Regions from separate parts of the Mus musculus genome. Here region 2 is linked to region 1. A link is a contact called in public promoter capture Hi-C data. All regions are on one chromosome and are shown on one strand. Each heading gives the region's core, a stretch centred on a gene start, on an enhancer-like site or on the middle of the called end of the contact. The rest is flanking DNA. Distances are from core to core; before and after follow the strand shown. Region 1 overlaps Krba1 (KRAB-A domain containing 1). Region 2 overlaps Sspo (SCO-spondin).

The links. Capture Hi-C pulls out chosen DNA fragments and counts their contacts.
Region 2: a promoter capture Hi-C map of liver shows a contact between it and region 1. The contact joins two enhancer-like sites. A contact is called at or near these places in 1 of 39 promoter capture datasets (pre-B cells), 5 of 484 Hi-C or Micro-C datasets (CD4 T cells, differentiating embryonic stem cells, nephron progenitors and 1 more), 3 of 115 datasets of contacts at active chromatin or transcription factors (double positive thymocytes and embryonic stem cells) and 3 of 9 other capture datasets (adipose tissue, liver and pancreatic islet).

Annotation. Positions count from the first base shown.
Region 1 is chr6:48,407,934-48,413,726 of GRCm38.p6, forward strand. Krba1 (KRAB-A domain containing 1) reads left to right here. Exons shown (of 18, transcript NM_001347152.1): 9 at 596-793; 10 at 1,237-1,410; 11 at 1,785-1,961; 12 at 3,709-3,861; 13 at 4,341-4,493; 14 at 5,145-5,339; 15 at 5,430-5,570. Among named protein-coding and RNA genes, the nearest start is that of Gm38803, 12 kb to the right of the region's middle. Within about 2 kb of position 2,573, at least 38 of the 459 cell types and tissues checked have an H3K27ac peak or open chromatin away from gene starts, as enhancers often do. A contact at or near this core is called in liver, where this site is marked.
Region 2 is chr6:48,490,866-48,496,658 of GRCm38.p6, forward strand. It overlaps Sspo (SCO-spondin), which reads left to right. Exons shown (of 103, transcript NM_173428.4): 85 at 1-297; 86 at 544-711; 87 at 1,233-1,363; 88 at 1,618-1,742; 89 at 1,998-2,044; 90 at 2,277-2,555; 91 at 2,880-3,038; 92 at 3,207-3,323; 93 at 3,959-4,097; 94 at 4,243-4,445; 95 at 5,271-5,398; 96 at 5,515-5,657; 97 at 5,754-5,793. Among named protein-coding and RNA genes, the nearest start is that of 1700026J14Rik, 44 kb to the right of the region's middle. Within about 2 kb of position 2,581, at least 17 of the 459 cell types and tissues checked have an H3K27ac peak or open chromatin away from gene starts, as enhancers often do. A contact at or near this core is called in liver, where this site is marked.

The sequences.
Region 1 (5,793 bases), core at 1,323-3,822:
CAGCGTGTTAGTCAGAGGACCCATTGGATTTCATCACTGTACAAAGAGCAAAGCAGTGGGAGATCCCTAGTCAGTGCTCTTGTTAGAGGAGGTAAAAGTACCAGAACCTTCTACAAGGGATACTGGGGCAGTAGAGAGAAGTGAACTAGAGGGTAAGAGTTCTAACACAGTAGGCTGTTGTTGTGACTGGGGATTCCTGTTGTCCTGTGTGCAGCCTAGGCGCTATGACTGGAGGTTGGGGATCCTAGCAGGTACATTTATTTGGATTGAGATCATTTGTCAGTTCATCAGTAAGCTTGTATTCCTCAGAACACAGCCTTGGGAGCTTAGAGAGGGTGGGCTTGAGCCAAGCCTGCTTCATGAGAAGCAAAATCTGACTTGTTGCTAACCAGGAAGGGATTCATATTTAAAATCTCTTAGAAAGCTCTGCAGCACCCAGGGCTGGGAGAGGTGGTGATTATACCCAGAGCCAGTGACTGCTATGGAAGTAGAGGAGCCTTGAAAGTCCCTTGTAACCTTATAAAGAGAAGCGTCTCAGAACTTAGGGAAGTCCAAGCCTGAAATCAAGGCTCCCCAGCAATCACCTCTCCCGCAGGGATGAGACACCTCCAGACTCCTCCCCACCCTAGTCATGAAGCTGGCAGTATGCTTGCCACGGTGAAGGTAGAAGATGGCTGGGCCCAGAGTCCCCCAGTGCCAGCATCCTGCCAGCTTAGCAGGCAAGGCTATAGCTCCTATTCCACTGGAGACAACAGAGAGGTCCGTGTGCCCCGCTGGGGCCCCATGACTCTAGGTAAGTTCTGGGTTATCTACCCACATATTCCCATGGGAATGAGTTCCAAAGCCCACAAGTACCTGCTTCTCTTTCAGCTAAGGATCCTTTTCCCTGCCTCTCCTCCCAAGCTGTTACACTGTAGTCCATGTTCTTAATCCATGCCCGTGTGCAGGCAGCCCTCTGGTTTCAGGACCTTCCTTTGGCAGTGAGGTCCTGGCTATAAAAGCTGACCACTGCATGTGGGCTCCACCCTTCTCCTCAGAGTTGGGGTCAGCTTCATTCCTTCTTCAGAAGCGGAAAACACATTCAAAGTTCCTCACTAGAGGCTTTCCTGCTTATCACATCCTTGGAGCCTGCTCTAGAAGCAGGCTGTGGACAGGCCAGCCAAGGGCCAAGCTGGGGTCTGACAAGCAGGCCAGAGCCCAGCAAGATAAGATGATAAGGTGGCCTCTCTTGTCCAGCCAGCAGGGCCTCAAGCTCACCCCTAGAAGCTCTGGAGGCCTGTCTGAAGGGCATCCCTCCAGGTGGGTCATCACCTCTTCAGTCACTAGCCATCTCATGGTCCAGAAGTCCTCAGCTAGGAGATGCCGGGTCTCAGAGGTTTGAGCTACAGCAACAAGGATCTCACAGTGAAGGTACTTGGGCCTGGGTTAACAGATATTCCTGTCCACACAGGAGGAAGATGCTGGTCATCATTCTCTCTGGGCCTCCTCAAGTATATGTCCTTCTTTCCTAACCCCTGCCTCATGCCTTCCCCCAAATAGCTATCCAGGTTTGCTGAGAATCAAATGCTACCACCTACTTTCCCTGCTCTGAGGACTTCTCCTTATTCCCAAGAGTACTTGCAGGGGGCAGAGAGGGGGTGCTAGATAGACTTTTCATCAGTGCCATGGGAAACCCCGGAAGTGGGAGGGGATCTCTGGGCTAGGTGTCCTGGTGCCATATACTCTAAGGCCCAAGGATTTCTCCAGCAGGCTCTGACTTGACCCAATTATTCTTCTCTCTGCAGAAGCTACAAGGGAGCCACTTCTGCCTCTGAGCTTGCAGGGCTACATGAGAGAAGGACCTGGGGTTCAACCCTGTGGCTCCCAGGGTACCCCTACCAGCTTCTCCTCAGCCAGCAGCAGTGATGGGGATCTGGATTTCAGGAGCCCCAGGAGCAGCCAGGGGCAACGGCTTGGGAAAGGTGAGCTGGTCCAGCTGAGGTTGTAGTCCTCTGGGAAGGAGTCCAAGGTCCTTGTCCACTGTTACCTCTGCTCTAGCACCAAAAGAAGAGCGGGAATTCCGACACAGAAGCAGACCCAGGACTTGTCTTGGCAGAGTGAGAGGTTCTGTTGTGGTGACTTAGCTCAGAGAGGATAGGACAATGACTGGCCATGTGTCCTTAATTTCCCTTAGTGTAAATACTTCCCTATTCCAGACAAAAAGAAGTGTCTATAATACTAACTGACCTCCAACTTAGGGGAAGTAGAGTGAGAACCACAGAAGACCGCCTTCAGAGTTATACTCAGTATCATGTACTTCCCTGGGCCCTGCCAGAGGAAGTCTGTCTTGGCAACTTTGGGATTTATTTTTAAAGATTTAATCTATATATGTGAGTACACTGTTGCAGTCTTCAGACAAACCAGAAGAGTGCATCGGATCCCATTACAGAAGGTTGTGAGCCATCATGTAGTTGCTGGGAATTGAACTCAGGACCTCTGGAAGAGCAGTCATGCTCTTAGCTGCTGAGCCATCTCTCCAGACCAAACTTGGGGATTTTACAGAGCTCTCTCAGCATCTACCTTTGCCTTCCCTCTTGGAACAATCATGTCTGCCTTGTCCTATGTTGGATACCCACTTCATCTGCCCATCTGTGCCCTGGCCACATCTGTTGTTAATGGGAAGACCTAGAAATGTAAAATTGACATCTGCATCCGTGACATGGCAGCTTAAAGAGTGACTCATTTTAGTTTCCCCTGATGAGTAAAACCAGCCTGCCAGGGCTTCCTTCGGGCATTGTGGATGACTGTGGAGAGCTACATTTTCTCACAGTCCCCAAACCCACACCTACCAAGCTCCTGATTTATGTGGCTCTAAGTCAACAGCAGGATCAATGTCAAGCTTGGCTTGTCGCACTGCACAGCTATTAAAGCAGCAGAGCTGAAACTGAAGACCAGCACCAGCTGAGTAGGTCACATGCTTATGTGTGTCCTATTCTTGCCTGATCAAAGATTCTGCTGGTTTTCCAAACACTGCTTAATCGGGGCAGGGTGGCTTTCTTTGCTTTTGTCTGGCACATACGTAGAAAAGCTAAGTAACATTTTACTGCAAGTTCAGGAGACTACTTTTGTTATGGAGCCTGCTTTTTTTCCTCTTCATGAGTCCTATTGAGGCAACCCCTCCCCCTCCCCAGCCCTAACCCTTACCCCCCACCCACAGTATACAATTCAAATGCCCTTCAACTTTCAGCCTCCCCCTACCCCTGTGTGTGTATCATGGCATATATATGGTAGAAGACAACTTCCAGGAGTCAGTTCTAAATCTTCCAACACCATAGTGTTCTGGAGATCAAACTCCTGTGTACTTAGACTTGTGCCAAGCACCTTTGTCTGCTGTGGCTTTTACTTCTAAGCTATGCAATGCTACATTACATTAGCCCCACATGACACTCCCTTGCTTACAACCTCTGCCCAGGTCCAGAGTAGACAGGAGGTGCCTCACAAAGGAATGCGGCCAGTGCTGTCTGTTAACCTTATTCCTCTAGAACCTCACATAATCTAGTTCATATTATTTACATAAGACTGTATGGCTAGGAGTGCTGTCTGCAATGTGTCTGAAACCTGTGGAAAAATTAGACTTCCTGTAACCTGATGTCATACTGAGAGGCAGGCTGCAGGGATTCACAGAGCACTGGCAACCCATCATAGACTGTTCATGTTTGACCTTCACAGGCTATCTACCAGGAAACTCTCCACTCCAAGGCCTGGAGAACTGCCTGAGAGAGATCCCTATTCCCAGGCCACAGGCTGCCTGGCCATGCTCCTCGGCTGTCAACAGGGGATTGAAGAGAACAGAGCCCAGGAACTGGACTGGAGACAGAGAAGGTAACAAAATGGTATTTGTGGGTGTTTGAGAGAAGAGCAGTCGCTCCTATCCTACACTGGCTTTGGCAGCGGCAAGCAGCCCTCAGATCTCAGCTGAGCTGAGAGGATGCTCTGAAACCAGCTTGGCCAGAGCCCTGAGGCAGGCAGGCAGATGGATAGTCACTTCCCGACATGTGCAGGAGCGATAGGCAGAGTGCAGAGTCCAGGGCATAGAGGCCCAGAACTACTGTCTGCTGCTCCACTGAGCCAGAGCTTTGCTGACCAAGTGTTCTGACATGGCTGTATTATGCCCTGTTGTCTGGGCACTAAATTTTATACCTCCTGAGATTCCATATGGCTTGGGTTGGTGCAGCAACCAAGCAAGGCCATTCCCACACCTGAAGCTTGTGTGCTAAAAGCCTGGCAGTGGCAGAAATTCTGTCCATTCTGTGGCAGGATGAGGTACCGTAGGACTACCAGGACTCTTCTCATTAAAACAGGACTGAGAGGTGAGGCCTCTGAGCCACCCCACCTCAGACAGCGTCCTGGAGAAGTGCCCAGCAGGAGTCTGCATCAAGACAGTCCACAGACCTGTACTTCCACCTGCCACCAAGTGACCACCAGGCCAGGAACATGGCAATGGCCACAAGAGGGTGAGCTACCTTCAGGATATACATCATAATTTCCCTCCAGTTAGTTTTTGTCAAGCCAATAGCCTTCCCGTCTCTGTTTTTCTATTTCTGTCCTATCTTCCTTTCCTTGCACGGCTTATAGACGCAGACAGAAAGAATAGGATGCTGTTTGGTGTACCTATGGGGGGTCTCTGCAGTGGAGATGCTGCTGGTGTTAACAGGTACACCTGCTGTGGATTGTAGGTGGCTCTAGCAGGACCTTGCTATTTAGTCTTTGCAGTGGGTAGAATGATGACACTTAGTTCATCAGTGGCTCTCAGTAAACTGACAGCTCTTGCATGGTGCTGAGGAGAGAGTCTGCTAAGAAGTGGGTTGGCAACCATCTACCCAGTAGGAAGGGCTGCTGAGCTTGCAAGACTCAAGACCTAACTGAAACCTGATCGGGAGTTCCACATCTTCCAGGAACTTCCAGAGAGTTCTGAAGCTCACTTAGCCAGGGACATGGCTAGCTTCTGGCTTTGCTTCTCTGCCTGTGACCAGGAAGTAAGTTATTCAGGATCCACTAGAGCCCAAATAGGGTGTGGCTGAGCAGAAAAAGACAAATCCCGAGTGCCTGGCTATCCAGACTGGTGCTGTCAGGTACCAGTCGGTGAACTCTTCTCCTTTGTTTAGAGACAGCCACCATGCCCTCCCCTCTGCACCGCCTGGAGAACTCTCTGAGGGGGATCTTGCCTGTGAGGCCCTTGCGTTTCACCTGCGTGACTGGCCCTGGCCCCAGTCCCAGCCCTTGCTCCAGCTCCAGCTTCAGCAGCTCTGATGGAGAAGACCTAAGACCAGAGCCTGCATTTTGGCAGTCACCCCTCCAGCGTGAGTCTGCTGGCATGGGGGTGGGAATGGCAGTAGGCTGCTCTTTGCGGTGCCTGTCAGTACTCTGATGCTAGCTTACTTATGACGCAGAGAAAGACCAGCCTCCCTCCTGTAAGGACCCTGTTCGTCTGTGCCCTGTCTCTGGCGCATCTCCAAGAGTCAACAGCAATAGCTGTTCTGCGGAAGACCGTGAGAGAACAGAGCCCAGGGACTGCAGCAGCCTCAGCGCAGGTGAGCCTGGAGTCTCCCTGGATGACAGCCACATGTCCCCAGTGGGCCAGAGGTCCAGACTTCAACAATCTCCGAGTCCCACTGTCAATTTGCTGGCTTTCATTAAAATGTTCCTCTAATTTTTTATGCTTTACAGCCTGTAAAGCTGAGCCAGAGAGAAAGCGAGCCTGAGTCAAGAGCTGTGCTCTGTTAGGAGAGCTCGGTAACCACTGAATGATGTGTA
Region 2 (5,793 bases), core at 1,331-3,830, 83 kb after region 1:
CTTGCGGAGGGGGAAGCCAGGTCCGCACTCGATCCTGCACGGTGTCAGCCCCTCCGCATGGGAGCCTATCTTGCGAGGGCCCAGACACCCAGACCCGGCACTGTGGGCAGCAGTTGTGCCTGCAGAAGCTAGAAAGGTGCTCCTGGGGACCATGGGGACCCTGTTCCCGCAGCTGTGGCACAGGTCTGGCCTCCCGCTCTGGATCCTGTCCCTGTCTACTGACCAAAGAGGACTCCAAGTGTAATGACACATTCTTAGGCCTGGACACCCAGGCCTGCTACTCAGGGCCCTGTCAGGGTGAGTTGTTCCCCTGCTTTTCTTCCTTGGAAAATTCAGGGAATAAAGGTTTGCCCAGGCCAGATTCTCTCTCTGAAATGTCCCTATTTCTACTTCACAACAACTTACATCATTCCCTTCAGAGCCCTTTGTGGAGTACTCTTAGCCTGCCTTGACTTCCTCTTTCCCTTTTCCAGCTAAGGGAGGGAGGGTGTGGGCACAGGGGAGGATGTGGGACCCCCAGCCTCCATCCCTGCCCATCTCTAGACGACTGCACGTGGGGCGACTGGAGCAGCTGGACACGCTGCTCCTGTAAGGTCCTGGTGCAGCAGCGTTACCGACATCAGGTGCCAGCACCTGGCCAGGCTGGAGAGGGCACCCCTTGCACCCGTCTGGATGGCCACTTCAGGCCTTGTACCATTGGCAACTGCTCAGGTAAGGTCGGGAATGAGAGGTCAAGGAGCCGAGTGGGAAGAGGCTCAGTACAAATGCCCAGGGTTTGCACTGCCCCTTGCCCTGAGAACAGAGTCACACTTGCCCTGTCCCACCTGCCAGCTGCCTTCCTCACTGTGATTCCCCACTTGACAGCTGTGCTTTTATCACCTTGTTTTAACCCCTTAGAGACAGGTTATCTCATCTGGCTTCTGTTGAAGCTGTCCCTCATCTTGTCCCTTTGTGTCCCACCCTGGAGTAGCCACCATAATTCTGACTCCCACAGTCCCTCCTCTTTGTAGCTTCCTGGATCTTGGGGCCCAATCATCCTGATTCCTCCTGGGGCACATGAGCTATGCAGGGGAAAGTCAGGGACAATAGCCTGGACAGGCAGCAGAAGGACAGCCTTGCAGTGTCTATCACCTCTCAAAGGTGTCACCGGGATCATGTTGATCTGCTCTGTTTTGTGGGAAATGGTGCCCGGCGGGCTGTCTCTCCACCACCATTCCTCCCTGTCCTTCCAGAGGACAGCTGCCCACCTCCATTTGAGTTCCAGTCTTGTGGCTCCCCCTGTGCTGGGCTCTGTGCCACACATCTGAACCATCGTCTTTGCCAGGACTTACCACCTTGCCAGCCTGGCTGCTACTGCCCCAAGGTGAGTTCTAGAAGATGGTGAGACACTCAAGAAGGGAGTGTTCTGCCCAACACCCCCCTCCCCGCAACCTCCCCTCCCTGCTCCCCTCTCTAGGGTGTTTTCCAGTAGGGAGCACGTTGCTTCTATGCTGGGAACATCTCCCCACCTTGTCACCACACATAAGTGCACTGCAAGAAGCCAGCATGGTACAGGGCACGTAGGTGACAGTGGTCCCTTCGCAGCCCCAAGATGTCCTGATTTTTCCTTCTGCACAGGGCCTGCTGGAGCAGGCTGGAAGCTGCATTCTCCCAGAGCAGTGTAACTGCTGGCATATCTCAGGCGAGGGAGCTAGGGTGACCCTGGCCCCTGGGGACCGCTTGCAGCTGGGCTGTAAGGAATGGTGAGTAACAGGGGAAAGAGGGGTAGAAGGTGTTGGGGGCAAGGGCACCCAACCCACAGGGGAAAGAGGGGTAGAAGGGGTTGGGGGCAAGGGCACCCAACCCACAGAAGCCAACCTGAGAGCAAGTGACCCAAGATGCCCAGCTTTAAGCTCTTTCATCTTACACCAGAGCACCCAGCTTTCAGGCTGATGAGCCATACATAGTTCAGCAGATCCCTATTTCCAAAAGCCCATGCTGATGTGTTCCTCCTACAGCGTCTGCCGGAGGGGAGAGCTGCAGTGTTCCAGCCAAGGGTGCGAAGGTAATCCTGGCCTTAGGAGACCTGTCCCTGTTAGCCCAGGGCTGGGGGACTTCAGGACATGGAGCTTGCATTGCTAAGGCCAGGACAATCCTAGACAAATAGTACCCTGTCCTGCCCTGACACCTTTCTTAGTCTTTCCTATTGATCGTGACCCTGAGCTCTTCCTGCCTGCCCACTGGGCTTTCTGGGTTGAAGATTTCCTGAGGTCAGCACAAATCCTTTGCCCTTCTAGGTCTTCTGCCTCTGACTGGATGGTCAGAGTGGTCACCTTGTGGGCCCTGCCTGCCCCAAAGTGCCCTAGCCCCTGCCTCCAGGACTGCCCTGGAGGGGCACTGGCCTCTGAACACATCAGACCTCCCTCCACCCTCAGTCACTCTGCTGGCTTCAGAGCAGTACCGGCACCGCCTCTGCTTGGACCCTGAGACGAGGAGGCCCTGGGCAGGAGATCCTGCTCTTTGTACTGTGCCTCTCAGCCAGCAACGCCTCTGCCCTGACCCCGGAGCCTGCAATGGTAAATGAGGGATGCAGGCCAGTAGACAGGATGGGTTGGCCTAGCAGCAGGGGGTCGTCTTGATGGGGCTAGTCACAGGTTCATTTCATTGTTAGGAGTGAGACAACCTGCTAAGCCTCCTTTTTGCTTGCCTCCAGGGCAGACTGGATGTGAGACTTGGTGGAGTAACAGTAGCAGTTGGGGAAAACAAAAACAACAACAAAAGGGTTGTGAAGGGTGTTGGGGCATTTTTCTAAGGGGAGGAGACAACGCCTGCGGGTGAGGCACTGCCTGAGGCAGGTGAGGCCTGAGCCACTGATTTCCATTGTAATTTTCCCTTCCCAGACACGTGCCAATGGGGACCTTGGGGACCTTGGAGCCCCTGCCAAATGCCCTGCAGTGGAGGATTCAAGCTGCGCTGGAGAGTGGCAAGAGACACCTCTGCGGGAGAATGCCCTGGACCATGGGCTCAAACAGAAAGCTGCAATATGGGATCTTGCCCAGGTAACCAGTATCCCAGCATCCCAAGGGTATGGAGACTGGAACATTGGAAATGGCCCCTGAGGGGGATTGCACCAATCCCCTGCTCTGGTGGTTTAGAGTGGAAGAGAGGGTCTGCTGGGGGTGGGGTGGGCAAGAGTGTCCCCAGTTCACACTTTTACTTCTGGACAGGAGAGAGTTGTGAGACCAGGGACACGGTGTTTACCCTTGACTGTGCCAACCAGTGTCCTCGCAGCTGTGCTGACCTCTGGGATGGTGTTCAGTGTTTACAGGGACCCTGCAGCCCAGGTATCTGGCCTGGGGAATCTGCATTGCCATTGCCCAGAACCTGTTCACCATAGGAGCACAGGTAGGGTAAGGAAAAGGTCAGGCTATTGATCATGACAGGGCAAGAAAGTAAGTCCTTCCAGCAACCACTCTGAGTCCCTCCTAGTGGCTCCATCAAAGCCTGCTGGGTTGCCCGCTGTGGTGACACACATCTGTAATTGTGTGTCATTTGAGAGCCTGGGACATGAAGATTGCTATGAGTTTGAGCCTGGGATACATTTTGAATTTAAGGCCAGCCTAGGTTACATAGCAAGATCCTGTCTCAAAACAATGTGCTGTATAGGGCACAGAGATGTCTCCCGCGCATGGCCAGAGGGTGAGAGCAGCTTTGGATCCAGTCTAGCTGCTGAAGGGACCCATTATGTAAACCTTGCTCAAATGCAGGATTTTATAACCTTTTTATTAGCATGTATTAATTTTGTACAAGATAATGGGTCACATCTTCGTAACGTACACACCGTACTTCCCCCTTTCCTCACCATTCCTTTTCTTCATTCTTCCATCTTTCCTCCTGACCCCTTTCCTCCTTAACAGTAAATTGCCCTTCCACACTTTCACGTCTTTTTAAAGCAGTGAATCTTGCTTGCCTCTCACAGGCTGCCGATGTCCCCCTGGTCAGCTAGTGCAGGATGGACACTGTGTCCCCATCTCCTCTTGCCGCTGTGGCCTGCCCAGTGCCAATGCCTCGTGGGAGCTGGCCCCCACACAGGTGGTCCAGCTGGACTGCCATAATTGGTATGCTGCCATGCTGCTAAGCCAGGCTATAAGGGCTTTGGATGGGTGACATGGGGGCAGGTCAAGGCCATGGGCAATGCTGGGGAATGAAAGCTGTTTGTCACAACTTGGATACTGAGCCCTTGGGTGTGCACATTGTCCACAGCACATGCATCAATGGGACCCTGATGTGTCCACACCTTGAGTGTCCAGTCCTGGGACCTTGGTCAGCTTGGAGTGAGTGCTCAGCTGTCTGTGGTAAGGGCACCATGGTGCGCCACAGGAGTTGTGAGGAACATCCTGATCGTGAACCATGCCAGGCTCTGGATCTGCAGCAATGGCAAGAGTGTAACCTGCAAGCCTGTCCTGGTGAGTGCCTGGGTCTGGGGTTGTACAGCAGAGTACAGCCTGTAGGCAGAATGGTTTGTACCCTGGGTAAAGTTTACCCTTGGGCTACTCGCATGCTGATTTCTCTGCCTTCATATCTTGTTTCAATCGACATGGCATTGTAATGCTTATACCAAGAATCTCCTCTCTCAAATTTGTGTAAACAGTTCTTGCTGTGTATTCTCTGCCTTGTCAATAAACGCTGATCAACCAATGGCTGGGCAGAATAGTGAATAGGGTGGGATGTCCGCCAGCAGAGGAAAGAGAGAGGGAGATGGGGCGGAGCAAGAGGATGGGGAGAACTGGAACCATGAAGAAGGGGTTCAAAGGGTCAGGTCAATAATAATATGCAAGTGTCATGGGATGGGCCTGGGAGGGAGCCAGATTAGCGCAGGAGATCAAGGTAGATAATTGCTTGGCTATTGAGGTGCAGTTTTGAATAAATCTTATTTCTTTTGTGTGATTATTGGGGAATAGCATAAGGTAAAGAAAAAATAGCTTCCTTATTAATTCATCCTTTATACTTATATTAAGGATAATTCTTTTCTGGTCCAGTCTTTTTGGAGTTCTGTAGGCTTCTTGTATATTCATGGGCATCTCTTTCTTTAGGTTTGGGAAGTTTTCGTCTATAATTTTGTTGAAGATATTTGCTGACCCTTTAAGTTGAAAATCTTCATTCTCATCTATTCCTATTATTAAGGATAATGCATTTACACACTCTTCCATCTTTGCTGGCCCTTGCAGTGGGTAGAATAGACCCTCTGTAACCTGCAAGTACCTTTCTCACTGCGTATGTGTGTTTCTCAGAGTGCCCACCTGGGCAGGTGCTCAGTACCTGTGCCACTATGTGCCCGAGCCTTTGCTCCCACTTGTGGCCTGGCACCATCTGTGTGCGGGAACCCTGCCAGCTTGGCTGTGGCTGCCCTGGGGGACAGGTGAGTCTGGCCTCTGAGTTCTGGTTTCTGTAGGGGTGTGGGGTCAGGGGTGGAGGGAGATGCAGTTGGGGAGACATGGGGCCAGATCCAAGTGTAACTGAAGCTATCTGCCTCAGCTGCTATACAACGGCACGTGCATTCCCCCTGAGGCCTGTCCCTGCACCCAGTTTTCCCTACCCTGGGGCCTCACCCTACCCTTGGAAGAGCAGGCCCGGGAGCTGCCCTCAGGGACTGTGCTCACTCGGAACTGCACACACTGGTGAGGTCCTGGAGCCTGGGTGGAGGGCAGGGTTGTTGAGAATGGGGTGGGGAGGAGGGACAAGGGGCCTCTGAGCAGTTGCTTCTGTCTCCTTAGCACCTGTCAAGGTGGAGCCTTCATCTGCTCCCTTACGGAC